Linked DNA regions of Mus musculus: regions 1 and 2 are each linked to region 3. Evidence: chromatin contacts called from public HiChIP or PLAC-seq and Micro-C data. All regions are on one chromosome and are shown on one strand. The core of a region is the stretch at or near the end of the contact, and the rest is flanking DNA. Distances in the headings are between cores, read along the strand shown.

What was found. A called contact is a pair of places that touch in the nucleus more often than the background predicts. HiChIP or PLAC-seq counts read pairs in DNA pulled down with a chosen protein or histone mark.
Region 1: an H3K27ac HiChIP or PLAC-seq map of embryonic stem cells shows a contact between it and region 3, with 7 read pairs. The contact joins two enhancer-like sites. A contact is called at or near these places in 1 of 115 datasets of contacts at active chromatin or transcription factors (embryonic stem cells) and 1 of 9 other capture datasets (liver).
Region 2: a Micro-C map of embryonic stem cells shows a contact between it and region 3, with 2.3 times the contacts expected there. The contact joins two enhancer-like sites. A contact is called at or near these places in 1 of 15 datasets of contacts at CTCF or cohesin (the NIH/3T3 cell line), 11 of 484 Hi-C or Micro-C datasets (bone marrow-derived macrophages, embryonic fibroblasts, embryonic stem cells and 4 more), 6 of 115 datasets of contacts at active chromatin or transcription factors (CD8 T cells, the NIH/3T3 cell line, embryonic fibroblasts and 2 more) and 2 of 9 other capture datasets (adipose tissue and liver).

The regions. Positions count from the first base shown.
Region 1 is chr11:29,594,718-29,598,815 of GRCm38.p6, forward strand. No RefSeq gene overlaps it. Among named protein-coding and RNA genes, the nearest start is that of Rps27a, 49 kb to the left of the region's middle. Within about 2 kb of position 2,549, at least 5 of the 459 cell types and tissues checked have an H3K27ac peak or open chromatin away from gene starts, as enhancers often do. A contact at or near this core is called in embryonic stem cells, where this site is marked.
Region 2 is chr11:29,881,648-29,885,700 of GRCm38.p6, forward strand. Eml6 (echinoderm microtubule associated protein like 6) reads right to left here. Exons shown (of 42, transcript NM_146016.2): 6 at 311-496. Among named protein-coding and RNA genes, the nearest start is that of Gm22588, 34 kb to the left of the region's middle. Within about 2 kb of position 1,519, at least 39 of the 459 cell types and tissues checked have an H3K27ac peak or open chromatin away from gene starts, as enhancers often do. A contact at or near this core is called in embryonic stem cells, where this site is marked.
Region 3 is chr11:29,747,054-29,750,733 of GRCm38.p6, forward strand. Eml6 (echinoderm microtubule associated protein like 6) reads right to left here. Exons shown (of 42, transcript NM_146016.2): 37 at 2,752-2,924; 38 at 2,206-2,368; 39 at 377-480. Among named protein-coding and RNA genes, the nearest start is that of Rtn4, 56 kb to the left of the region's middle. Within about 2 kb of position 2,273, at least 8 of the 459 cell types and tissues checked have an H3K27ac peak or open chromatin away from gene starts, as enhancers often do. A contact at or near this core is called in embryonic stem cells, where this site is marked.

The DNA of each region.
Region 1 (4,098 bases), core at 1,299-3,798, 150 kb before region 3:
CCTTTTTCCCACCTTTTGATCTCTACAGTTAAGTGCCACTCACAGTCTTTAGGCAGAGTGGTTTGTAAAAGGTGACTTGTTAGCACACTGGAGAGGATGAAAGGAAGTGGCTGTGATAGGTGAGAAACTGGGAAGCCATTGTACTGACCAAATCAAACCATAGTTTGAAAGAGGCTCTTTTATGCTCTTCTCAGAAAGCAACAGAGGGGATACAACTCCAAAGGAAAGTGAGGTCAGTGACCTGGAAGGAAATACTGTCAGTGAATCATAAAGCATCTCTGTATGGAGAGCCAGAATGTTTTCTGCCTTTACTGTAGTTAAAAAAAAAAAAATTAACATGGGGTATGAGGAATTTAAGTTATACAGGGGAATACTTTAAAAAGATTTGTTTTTAATATTTATTTTTAGTTATTGTGTATGAGTGTTTTGTCTGCATGTATGCCTGTGCACTTTCTGTGTGAAGTGCCTGCTGAGGCCAGAAAGAAGAGTTCAGATATTCTGGGACTGGAATAATAGGTGGTTGTGAGCCATGTAGGTGCTACAAATTTAACTTGGGTCCTCTAGAAGAGCAGCAAGTGCTCTTAACCACTAAGCTGTTACTCCAGGACCTAAAGATTTATTTTAAAGTAAGTGCAAGTACTCCTAGAGGCCAAAGGCATCACAGTTCCTGGAGCTGGAGTTACCATGGTAACACACTGGGCATGAGTACTTGGAAATGAACTCAAGTCATCTGCAAGAGCAGTATGTGTGCTTAAGTTCTGTGCCATCTCTCTAGTCTATCAGGGAGACATATTTTATAAATAAAGTTTATATTTGGTAGTTTGGAAGTCATCTGTTGGACCTTACTATTAGTGTTGTAATCTACCATGTCCAGACAGCTTTCCTGAGCTTGAGCTTTTAACAGGGCTTGATCTGGGAAGCCCAACTCCTAAACCTTCTACCTAAGGAATCTCACAAAATCCTTGACAAAATTATAAGTTCAACTTCCTCTCTCCAGATACAACCTGCTCTGCCAGCACCTGGGATTCCTAGAGTGTCTCTCCATGCAAATGAGGCATTCCCAGTATGCTAAGCTCCAGCCAATGATTTACAGTCACCCTAAAAATCCCTTCCTACTCTCCAAGGTTTATATAGCTCTTGTTCACCCCAAATAAAGAGCACAAGCAGTTTCACTTAATATCATCTAAAAGAGCTGTAACATTGAAATCCTCAGAAAAGACACCCCCACTCCCACCCAACTCCCCAGCTCTCACTGCTTGAACCAAGATCTGCCTGAACTCCAAGAAAAGAAGCAGAACTCGGAACCATAGTCATCTTTAAAGATCTTCTTCCCTGACCTCCAACCCCAGACAGAGACTCTCTGTGTCCCTGGTTGTCCTGGAACTCTATAGACCAGACTGGCCTCAAACTCAGAGACCTACCTGCCTCTGCCTTCGAGTGCTGGAATTAAAGGTGTGTGCCACCATGCCTGGCTATCTTTAAAGATCTTTAAGAATTATCTGTACTCTTATCTGGCTGGTTGGTTAAGGCAAATGTGGTCCTCCAAGTGAAGGAATGACCTATTCAGCTCCTGTGCTCTGATGGCACATGCTGTGGCAGTGAGTGATATAACATCCAGCTACATTCTCTAAAGATAGAAGTTGTCTGACCAGGACCAGCAGGTAAAGATCTCTCAATGGTTAGTGGTACTCTGTTGTAGCCACCTGGGGCCACACGAACTGGGTTTTTGAGTGTGAGGCTGGAGCTGTAAAGGAGGGAATGGCAAGAGAAATAAAGAGACCAAGACAAATTTTTTGATCATGGCCCAATGTTTACTATCAGTCTGTGCTTATAAAAGGGGAAGCCCATCTCCTGCCATGCCAGGTTTCTTGGCTTTGTTGCTAAGTTGTTAGGACTAGTCTGTCAGAGTTATTAGCATTAGGTCACCAATTCCACAGGTTGTCAGCTATCTCAGGAATATCTCAGAAAGACAGTTCAGCCTCTCAGTGGTAGCGGAGTCTTGGAGAAGAGCAGCAGTGGGTGACAGAACAATAGAAGCATTGACCAGGTTGTCTCATTCACAGTGGCAGCAAGGTCTGAATCAGCCTGCTCAAGGCTGTGGGAGGCTACAATTCCTCTCTAAATATATAATAAAAATTAGTTGGACTGGGGCATAAAATTTATTTATGCTCCATAATCCTGCCTGGGAATTATGGTGGCTGGCGGCTGTGCCTGGCTTGGGAACTTAGATTTTCTATGAACTATTCTATCCATCAAGGAGAGTATGTGTAGCTTGCTTGTGTTTATTTTGCACAAACATGGCTCTGTGGTGTATTATTGATAAATCATGGCCTCTTGGCACATACTTCTGTCTTAGAATTTGAAATAGTCCAGAAATCTCAGTGGCCCGTGATCATAGCACACCTTATTCCCAATCAGACCAAAGTCACAATATATATATTCAATATGTTTCTTCCAATTGATGAATTTCTGCCACCTCTGCTTGCTGAAAGGAAGCCTGCACACTTGTTGAAGAGGAGCCTGTAGGGTGTTGACTGACCTGCTTGAAATACAAAGTCAAGAGAGTTCAAAAGCAACAGGATAAAGGCTGTCTTTGGGGAAGTCCAGGTACTCTATTCAGTTGCAAATTAGCAATGATCAAGCTCAAACTCTGGCTTCCAGGTGGCTTTGAGTATCAACAGAAAGGCTGTTTCTCATGTAAATAGGCTAAGCTCCAAGTTAACTCTGCTAGCTAATGAAGATGTTTAGCTATCTTCATAATAGAAATCTCTGATATTGGGATTATTACTAAACCAGTCCAAGATTGAGTTAGAGTAACTGGTCACATTAAAGGAAAGAGAAGCCAGGCGTGGTGGCGCATGCCTTTAATCCCAGCACTCGGGAGGCAGAGGCAGGTGGATTTCTGAGTTCGAGGCCAGCCTGGTCTACAAAGTGAGGTCCAGGACAGCCAGGGCTATACAGAGAAACCCTGTCTCGAAAAACCAAAAAAAAAAAAAAAAAAAAAAAAAAAAAAAAGGAAAGAGAAGAATCATTATAACTCCTCCTTATAACTAATTTTTCTAAGTCAGTTTCCACGGTCTCTAATGTTCTCTGTCCTACATGGTTAAGAAGCTTGAAGCAAGGCAGCTTAGCTTGTCTAATCTGGGACAAAGGCAAGCAAAGGTGGGTCAAGAACATATACCCAGCTTTCTTGTCACCATAGTCAGGGCATTCAGCAAACTCACAGGTCAGCATTCAGCAAACTAACAGGAATCATTTTGGCAACTGTCATGTTCCTGCAGCATTCTGTGGCGAAAACACAAGCATGTCCTCTTCCTCATATTAAGTACCTGTTCAGGATCAAGCCATATGACAATAAGTAGACCCTTTTCATCTCACCTAGACATGAGTATACCTAGTTTTAAGATACTGTAAGGCATTTAGTAAGTTCTTTGACATCCAAATTTTAAAATTTTTTAAATAAAAATGTAATTTAAATAATGTGCATGGGGATATAATTCCTCCCCTTCTTTGTTTTTAAAGAAGTTATAGTTTTTAAAGTTTCACAATACTTTGACTTTGAGAAATATATAAAAAAAATTTCAGTAGCATGGGTAACTTTAAATTGTTGATAAAACATGTCAAATACTTGACAGCTATAGCCAGTTCTAATATCTGTTTTAGTCTGATTTGGAACACCAAGTATATAAAAAAATTTTTTTTAACATAGGCAATGACACTTTTAGTTGTTTCTCTTGTGGAGTAGTTGTAACTAGAAAGCCTGAAAAGGTATCAATAGTCACATGTGTATATTTTATATATTTATTTACTTATTAATCAGAAATAAGAGTATCTATTTGCAACAGTTAAGTATAGGTCCTCAAGAATTAACACCATTATATGGAAACAAGTAGAAATGGAGGACACTAAGAACAAAGTTTTACAATTCGACACGTACGTTTTTTTAAAATACCAAAATATTACCTTAAGCCATTACTATTTTGATGATGTAAAGAATGAGATTTTATGGCCGGTTATTTTTGTGTAAGGTCTATAATCTGCCTGGGATATACAAGCATCTAGAACAAAAATTTTAAATGTCCAAAGACAGTCTTTTTA
Region 2 (4,053 bases), core at 269-2,768, 130 kb after region 3:
GAATTTGAAGGTATTAACACTAATCAGCTAGTTTAAAGTTAAGGTGAAGGGTGGATTTAGTATGGATTCCCCCCCCAGGTGAGAAATCTTCATGAATCATTTCATGTATGTGTATGTATGTGTATGTATATGTGTATGTGTATGCTTATGTGTATGTGTATACAACTGTTTGAAGTCTAACTGTAAAGCAAAGGGCAGAAACAGAGAGATGTGTGGCCTTAACCCATTCAGTACATCATCCACATTACATCAATCCATATTACATCATCCCTCATTACATCATCTCAGAGCCCCATATAGCAATACTCACACTATGTGCTCCTTGAATAGTGCGGACTAAGGTGAGCCCTTTCCAGACATAGATGTCACCGTTTAAAGCACCAGAGTAAGTGATGTCTTCTTTGGCACATGCAAGGCAAAGGATAGTCTGAAGATCTCCTGTTTTGCCAAATATGCCTCTTTTTGCAGTCAGGGCATTTCCACATAGTGTCCAAAACTAGGAAATAATAAAATAAATATATGCTGAAATAGAGTACTCTATATTCATTCCATTATTAGTATTTTCAGTAATTTTACAGAATATACTTTATCTGAACTGAACATAAATAAATTGTTTCTCTGTGTCATTAGAGAAACACAAAAACCCCTGCATACTCTAGAAGCATAAGAAAAACTCACAACGATATTTTTTAACTTTAAAAGCTCCAAAATTTCAAAATGTTAATGTTTAATGGCATTTAAATGACCCCAGTGTTCACAGAATAGAACTGGTCTTTTATCAAATGAATATAGATTGCAGAAAAGTTCAGAAATGTAGATAAGTATAAAGAGAAAGCCACATCTACAGCACATGCCTGTAATCTTAGCACTTGGGAGGCAGCGGAAGGAGGAACATTGCACACGGGAGGCTAGCCTGGTCTACATAGCAACTTCCAGGCTATCCAGAACTACTTAATAAGACCATACATAGAAAATGTGATGTGATATGATATGGAGTAGTGTGTGTGTGTGTGTGTGTGTGTGTGTGTATACATTAATGTACTACATAAAGAAAAAATGGCTAGGAATAACTTCATATTAGCATAACACATATCACCTAGCCATTTTAAAGTATGTACATATATTTTACAAAATGCTTTCTAGGCTGGTTGGTGGAGTTGGTTAGAGCATAGTGGCAATAAAAATAATTCCTTTTTAACCAAAATATTATAGTTTGCTTTTTTTTTCTTTTTTTACTATAGAATTGCTGACATATATTTCTAAATACAAGTGATACGTCACAAAGGCACACAATCACCCAGGCTTCTCCATTTTGTTTGCACAGATCTTTTGGAAGATGGCAAGCTTAAAGCTTGGACGATTTGTAGATGGCAGCAGGGACACCACCATAGTTATACAGAAATCCAGTATTTTTCCTTGATGTAGTTCCTAATGTATGAGCTGGTGTAACTCTGGTGCCACTACCTAGGCCCCACAGTCTCCAAATGCCTTCTACATCTGTGTTTAATCTCACAACACCCTGGAGCACAGGTTCAGTCAGATTCTGCTACTCTTTCATATGCAAATGTAGATGAGTAAGCAGAAGTACTTTTCTAAAGACACGGATTCTATAAGAAACCAGAGAAACCTGGGTCACTGCTTTGAGAACCGCAACTAAAAATGAGGGTGTGCGGAAACAACAATCAAGGCTTTTGTGACAACATACTCAGATTATACTCAAGAGGCGGGGCCAGTGAGCAGCTATAGGAAGCCAAGTTACAGTACTTGAAATGAACAGGAATGGCATAGTGGGCAAGAAATTACATCTCACCCAGGAGAGCAAGATTAGATGACTCTAAGGGGCAAGGATGTATGGAAGGAAAAATCAGAGGCAATCCTAATATTTTGTGCCTGCAGGAGAGGAAAGATGGTGGTCCTCTCAGAGTATGGTGATGGAAAAGCTTTGGGCAGAAGCACTGCTCTGCAGACCCACTTCAGAGATGAGAGCATGCATTCATTCAACTATTTGAAACAGTGGTGAATTCTGGAAGTAAGAGCCTCCATAGTTTGGGGGCAAGAGTGAGAAAGTAAGTCTTGAGGAGAGTATCTACTCACTCACTAGAACATGAACATATGCAAGGAAAGGAAAAAAGTAAGCAATGCTTGTTATCCTGGAAGAACTTACAAAGTATAAAAGAGAAGAGTTTGATATCATCCACTAATTTTACTCAGAGACAACAATTTAATGTTTAATGATATTTTCTAAACAAATATATATTTTAAAAATTTAGGGGGCAATGGTGAGGAAAGAGTTTGATCCAGTACATCTCTTCAGAGTTGGTGATGAACTGTTGATGCAGGCTCACCAATCTCTACTGCTACTGCTAAAGGTAAGAATGCCTTTTTAATATCTGTCTGGGGAGGGAGGGCAGGCAGCTCATGGAGCTTAAGAGCTGGGATAAGAGGTATATTATAAACTCAGAAAGACAAAGTACACATTTTCTCTCATATGTGGAACTAGATTTAGTATGTTATATTTGTATATGTATACCGATGAGTCATGAGACTGGAAAGGTGGTCATAAGTGGGAGGAGAGGTTAGGGAGGGAGAGTAAAATAGTGTGGTGGCACTTCCTGATGTGTAACATAAGAGCAGGAAAGGGAATTGGGCAGCCAGCAGGGCAAGAAGGTGCCACAGTGGGGATGGCTTTGCAGGAAGGAAGGAATTAGAACAAAGAACAATGACATGGTAACGCCATAATGAAAACCACTCCTCTGTAAAAACATCAGAGCCACAAGTAGACTAGACTGCCCCATGGGAAACACATTTTGAATATTTCCCAGTATCAGTAAGTAGCCATCTAAGTCATGACTTACAATGATCACACATAGCATCATAAGAATGTTGTGTATTTTACTTAACCATGGGGGTAGCTGGTTTCAGGTTTTCTTCACTTTGGCTTTGCTATTGGAATGTTACTCAGCAATGAATCAGTTCTTGGTTCACAGTCCTCATAAGCCACTTGGGAGAAACTCCACATTATGAAATTACTGGACTAGGGAGGATTGGCATTTCTAGAGCTATCAATAAATACTGCCAAATTTTTGGTCAGAAAGACTAAATTTACCCATCCACAGTAAAACTTAGAAGCAGCCCCTCACTGAGTCCGTGTCAGCATCAGATACAATGTAATAAGATCTTAATATATTCATTTTTTAAAAGTCCATATTCAATAAGATTTAGCATTTTCATGTATGTAATGGCCAAAGCTGTTTCTAGTTTTTGTTGGTTATCCACGTAGTCTAAGGTATGGATTTGTTTTTATATTCCATGAGTACATTAATATCTACTCTTTGTCCTTTATTCTTGCTTGCATATGGTTTTCCTCCTGAGAGAGCAAATCCACAGTACATGTTAATTTATATATCTGCATACCAATATTATCATTATAACTTCTTTCTGCCCTTACAGATGGAAGAGGACCTTTCCACAGCCTGAGAGTAATTATACATTTACTTAAATGTTTCTTGTAAAGAAAGAGTCCTCCAGGGCCTTTATTTTATAAAAGGTGACCTTATAGAAGGTTCTGTATGTTGAGGCAATGTACCACACTGCAGCTATCCAAAGACATCTTTCCAACAGTCTGACAGCGTTTTGCTGATAAACTTTCTAGTAAAGACAAAGGTGGAATGCACCCAGCTATGTAGCTGTTCTCTTGGTCTGGTTTGCTTCTGCCCTCTGGTGGCCTCTGCACAAATTGTAACTCTATAAAATAGGAACTAGGTGATTGTTTTTGTCTGTGTGGGGAAGAGGCTTTGAAAGCCTGCAGCTGCCCTAGTTCATAGGCTTTCCCCTGTGACCTCTCCTATCTTCCCCCCATGATGTCTTCTGATCTTTAAAAGCCTTCCCAACATGGAAGCAACCATTTTTTTTAACATCACCCAGGGAAACATCATACTTCTTTAGTTATCTATGTTTTCTTAAATATTTCACACTTTAATTGGCTTAGAATTTACTTTTGTGTATAGTATGAAGTAATATTACACTCCCGAATAGTTTTAGTACCCAGTGGTT
Region 3 (3,680 bases), core at 1,023-3,522:
CAGCCCTTCCCCAACTCCCCTACATTCCAGAAAGAAAACTTTTATTTTATTTTTTCTTCCTTATAGTTCCACTGAATATGTATGTTGGCAAGGACAGAGTTCCTGTACCTTTTATCTTTAGGTTACTAGAAGCTTCATTGTTGCTGGGCTTGGCAAAACATTTGAACTTGCTGAATGTGGCTTGGGGTTGGTACGAATGATTAAACAAAAAGAAAGCCCTGATCGCATAAAATCCTCCCCTAAGCCAGTGTCTAGCAGCTTTGCATCCTCCCCCACTGAGAAAAGACAGTTTCATCTCAGCTCTTCCTATCCTGGCCATCACAAACCCAGAGGCAGAGCTGGGGCCTCTTCCTCAACCAGAGTTCTCTTCATTTACCTTGTCCAGGAAGCCCAGGTGATCTTCTCAACAACCATGGCTTCAGTTACTTGCTTCCCCAGGGGAACTTCATGTACTTGGCGCTTATAGGCTCCTGTTGACACCTGCAAGAGGAGAGGAACTGAGTCCATCTGCTTCCTCAGTTCCACAGACTCTCTTGGCTGTCTTTCCCAACACTAACTCTGCCCCAGTTACGCTTTTCTTTAAATCCAAACTCAGCTCCTGGCTACAAAGCCAATAAACAGTCCGTTGCCCCACAGCCCATGCTAAAATTCATAGGTAGGGTGTGTTCTACCTCCCCAACCCCTGTCAACACACAACAGCCTATGTTAAAATTCAGAGTATCTTCTATCCATTTCTACCCCCACCACGAGGGATGGTGAACATGTCAAGTGCCCTCTTGGAGTCTCCTAAAGGAAACTGGCCACTGTTTTCACATTAAAGGACACTTGCCAGTGTCTTACATCCTAGGTCTCTTCTCTCCCCATGGGGATGGTGTCTCTACCCATGTCACCAGGGTTTTCCTTGAGTTCATGGAAAGATCCTAAATCTTTCCCACCTCAGGTTTTCAATGCAGATGGCTTGGGACAGAAATCCTGCCCCCTTTGTTAACTCCCTCCTACAGGGCAGACATTGCTCAGCCTAACGAATGCTTTTTTAGAAGGGAGGCAGGTCTAAGTTGAGTGCCTCTTCAGATGCTGCCTGACAAGCTACACTTTGCCTTGACTGTCAGTCCTTGCCTTCTCCATGGAAGTGTGATAAGCTCCAGAAGAAATGAACATACTATATCTATCCAAAAGCCTGCCTAGCTGAGGCTTTGTTGGATACATTTGAAAAATGAATATAGGTTCTCCTCTCCTCCCCCTCTCCCTTCTTCCTTCCTTCCTTCCTTCCTTCCTTCCTTCCTTCCTTCCTTCCTTCCTTCCTTCCTTCCTCCCTCCCTCCCTCCCTTCCTTTCCTTCCTTCCTTCCTTCCTTTCTTTTTCTTTCTTGTTTTTTGAGGCAGGGTTTCTCTGTGTAGCCCTGACTGTCCTGGAACTCACTTTGTAGATCAGGCTGGCCTTGAACTCAGAAATCTGCCTGCCTCTGCCTCCCAAGTGTTGGGATTAAAGGTGTGCCCCACCACCGCCTGGCTTAAGCACTCCTCTTTCCAGGCTCACAGATGCTGAATGCTGAAGTAACTTCTGTTGTTAGCCACAAGTCCCAAAGGTAGGACCCCTTGATCTTGCCTCTCAGCTGTGCAGAGACCCAGTCGTGAGGTCTCCAGCCCATTCTGGAATGCAGCAGCCATACTTCCCAATAGAATTTGGAGAATAAACAATAGCAAGCTTAGAAGTGCAGACCTAAAGAACTAGAAATTCGGAAGTTTTCTAAAACTTATTGAAATTAGTCCTCCGGTGCATGTGCGTACATGCAAATGCCTGCTGTGGTACTTGCCAGAGGACAAATTGTAGGGATCAGATCTCTCCTTCCATCATGTGGGTCAGGGGGAGGGGTTGGACTTGGTTAGCAGCAGGCACAGTTACCTGCTGCGCCATCTCCTCAGGCAGAAATGAGGAAATTTTGATGATGAGCTGGTGGAGGTAGGGTAAAGGTGACTGGGGATATGTTCCCTGGTATTCATGTTTTGTTTTTGTTTCTTACGAAAAGACTTGTACACACAGACACACACACACAATTACTTTCCTAATTATCCAAGCCTCTGTCTCTACATTTATAAAATAGGGATAGTACTTGGAAGTTAGCATGGTGCCCAGGACACAGTAAGCACTCATGTGGAAACAGTGTTTTTTCTTGGTTGCCCCTGAGACAAGTTAACGAGAAGCATACCTGAATGTATTTGCTGTCTGCAGAAAAGTCCATCTGAATGACAAAGCTTGGGATGTCTTTGCAGTAGCCGATCCGGTTCAGACTTGTGCCCTGAGTAAGGTCATAGAAGTCAACTGTCTGCTCAGAAGACCCCACAGCTAAGAATCTGTTGTCTGGGCTGATTCTAGAGGGGGAAATCAAAAGCAAGGTCCATGAGGAGGCAGATCTGGACACACAAAGATGGGCTAGCTCTGTCTCAAGCCCAAAGACATGTGCCTAGCTTCTCCCCAGTTTCTATGAAATTAAACAATTTTTCTGAATCTAATCCCACAGGGGAAAAAAAATGGTGTTATGCAGTCTTTGGTAGAATTACAAGTATTTTTATCACCATATCTAAAAAGACTGTGTGGGAGGTACCCTTGATTAGCCTGCTGTGGAAGCAACCCTTTCAACACAGTTCCCCCAGCTCTGTCTCCCCACCATCCCCAGAAGGACCCATGTCAGGAGCGCTTACCCTTCTGGCTCAGACCACTCACTATATACCTGATATCTTTTATTTTTTTGTACCTGATATCTTGGATGGCAGATTTCCGGTCTCGTTTTTTCCCCCAAACTTTCAGGGTGTTCACCAGCAAGATGACAAACTCTCCATTCTTCATGCCAATGGCCACCATCTCCCCATCAGGGCTATAGGCTGCACACCTGGCCGCATGGCCCAGGTTCACCTTGTTTAACAGTTTCTACATGAAGACACAGAGAGACATGTAAGCCCTTACCACTTGTGCTGATCTCTAGGGGAAATCATCAGGACAGGGAAATCAGACTACTTCAGCTCCCACTAAAGGCCACCAATGCGATCTCATAGTAGAGCTACTTGGGGGATAGCACCTTTTAGGACAGGGTTTGGCAAACATTGCCTGTTATGTTGTCATAACTTTACATTGAGCACTGTAGGATCTGTGTTCTAATTACCAGCTTTGTCATGACAATTGTGGACAGTAGTAACAAATGTGGCTTCACCTATTGAAACAGGCAGCTGGCTAGACACAGGCCTTAGGCTTTGCCAGGCTCTTGCTAAAGGAAAAGCATGCGAACTTACTAGCCAGATCTTGACTGGACCCTCACTTTCTAGTTGGGTATGTGTGTATACATTATTGCCATTACCACGGAGCAGAAAGGATACTGATAGTAGCGTTGGAAGATTTTTGTAAGTATTAACAATAGCATACAGGAAACATCCATTATACAGTGAGTTTTCAGTGAGTAGAAGCCGTTTTTAGTAAACTTAATAGCTTTAGAACTAAACTATATAACACATGCATGTGTTTGCATGGCTGCTCTTTGACCCTTACATTAAAACTGTGACCAAAGTTTTTCCTAGCCATTTTGAAACAGAATTTGGCATTTATTTTGTGCTGGATAAGGTTCAGTGACCTTTTTTTTTTTCCTTCATATCTTATATTTTTACCCCAGATGAGCTTTAAAGTTGCTTTCCC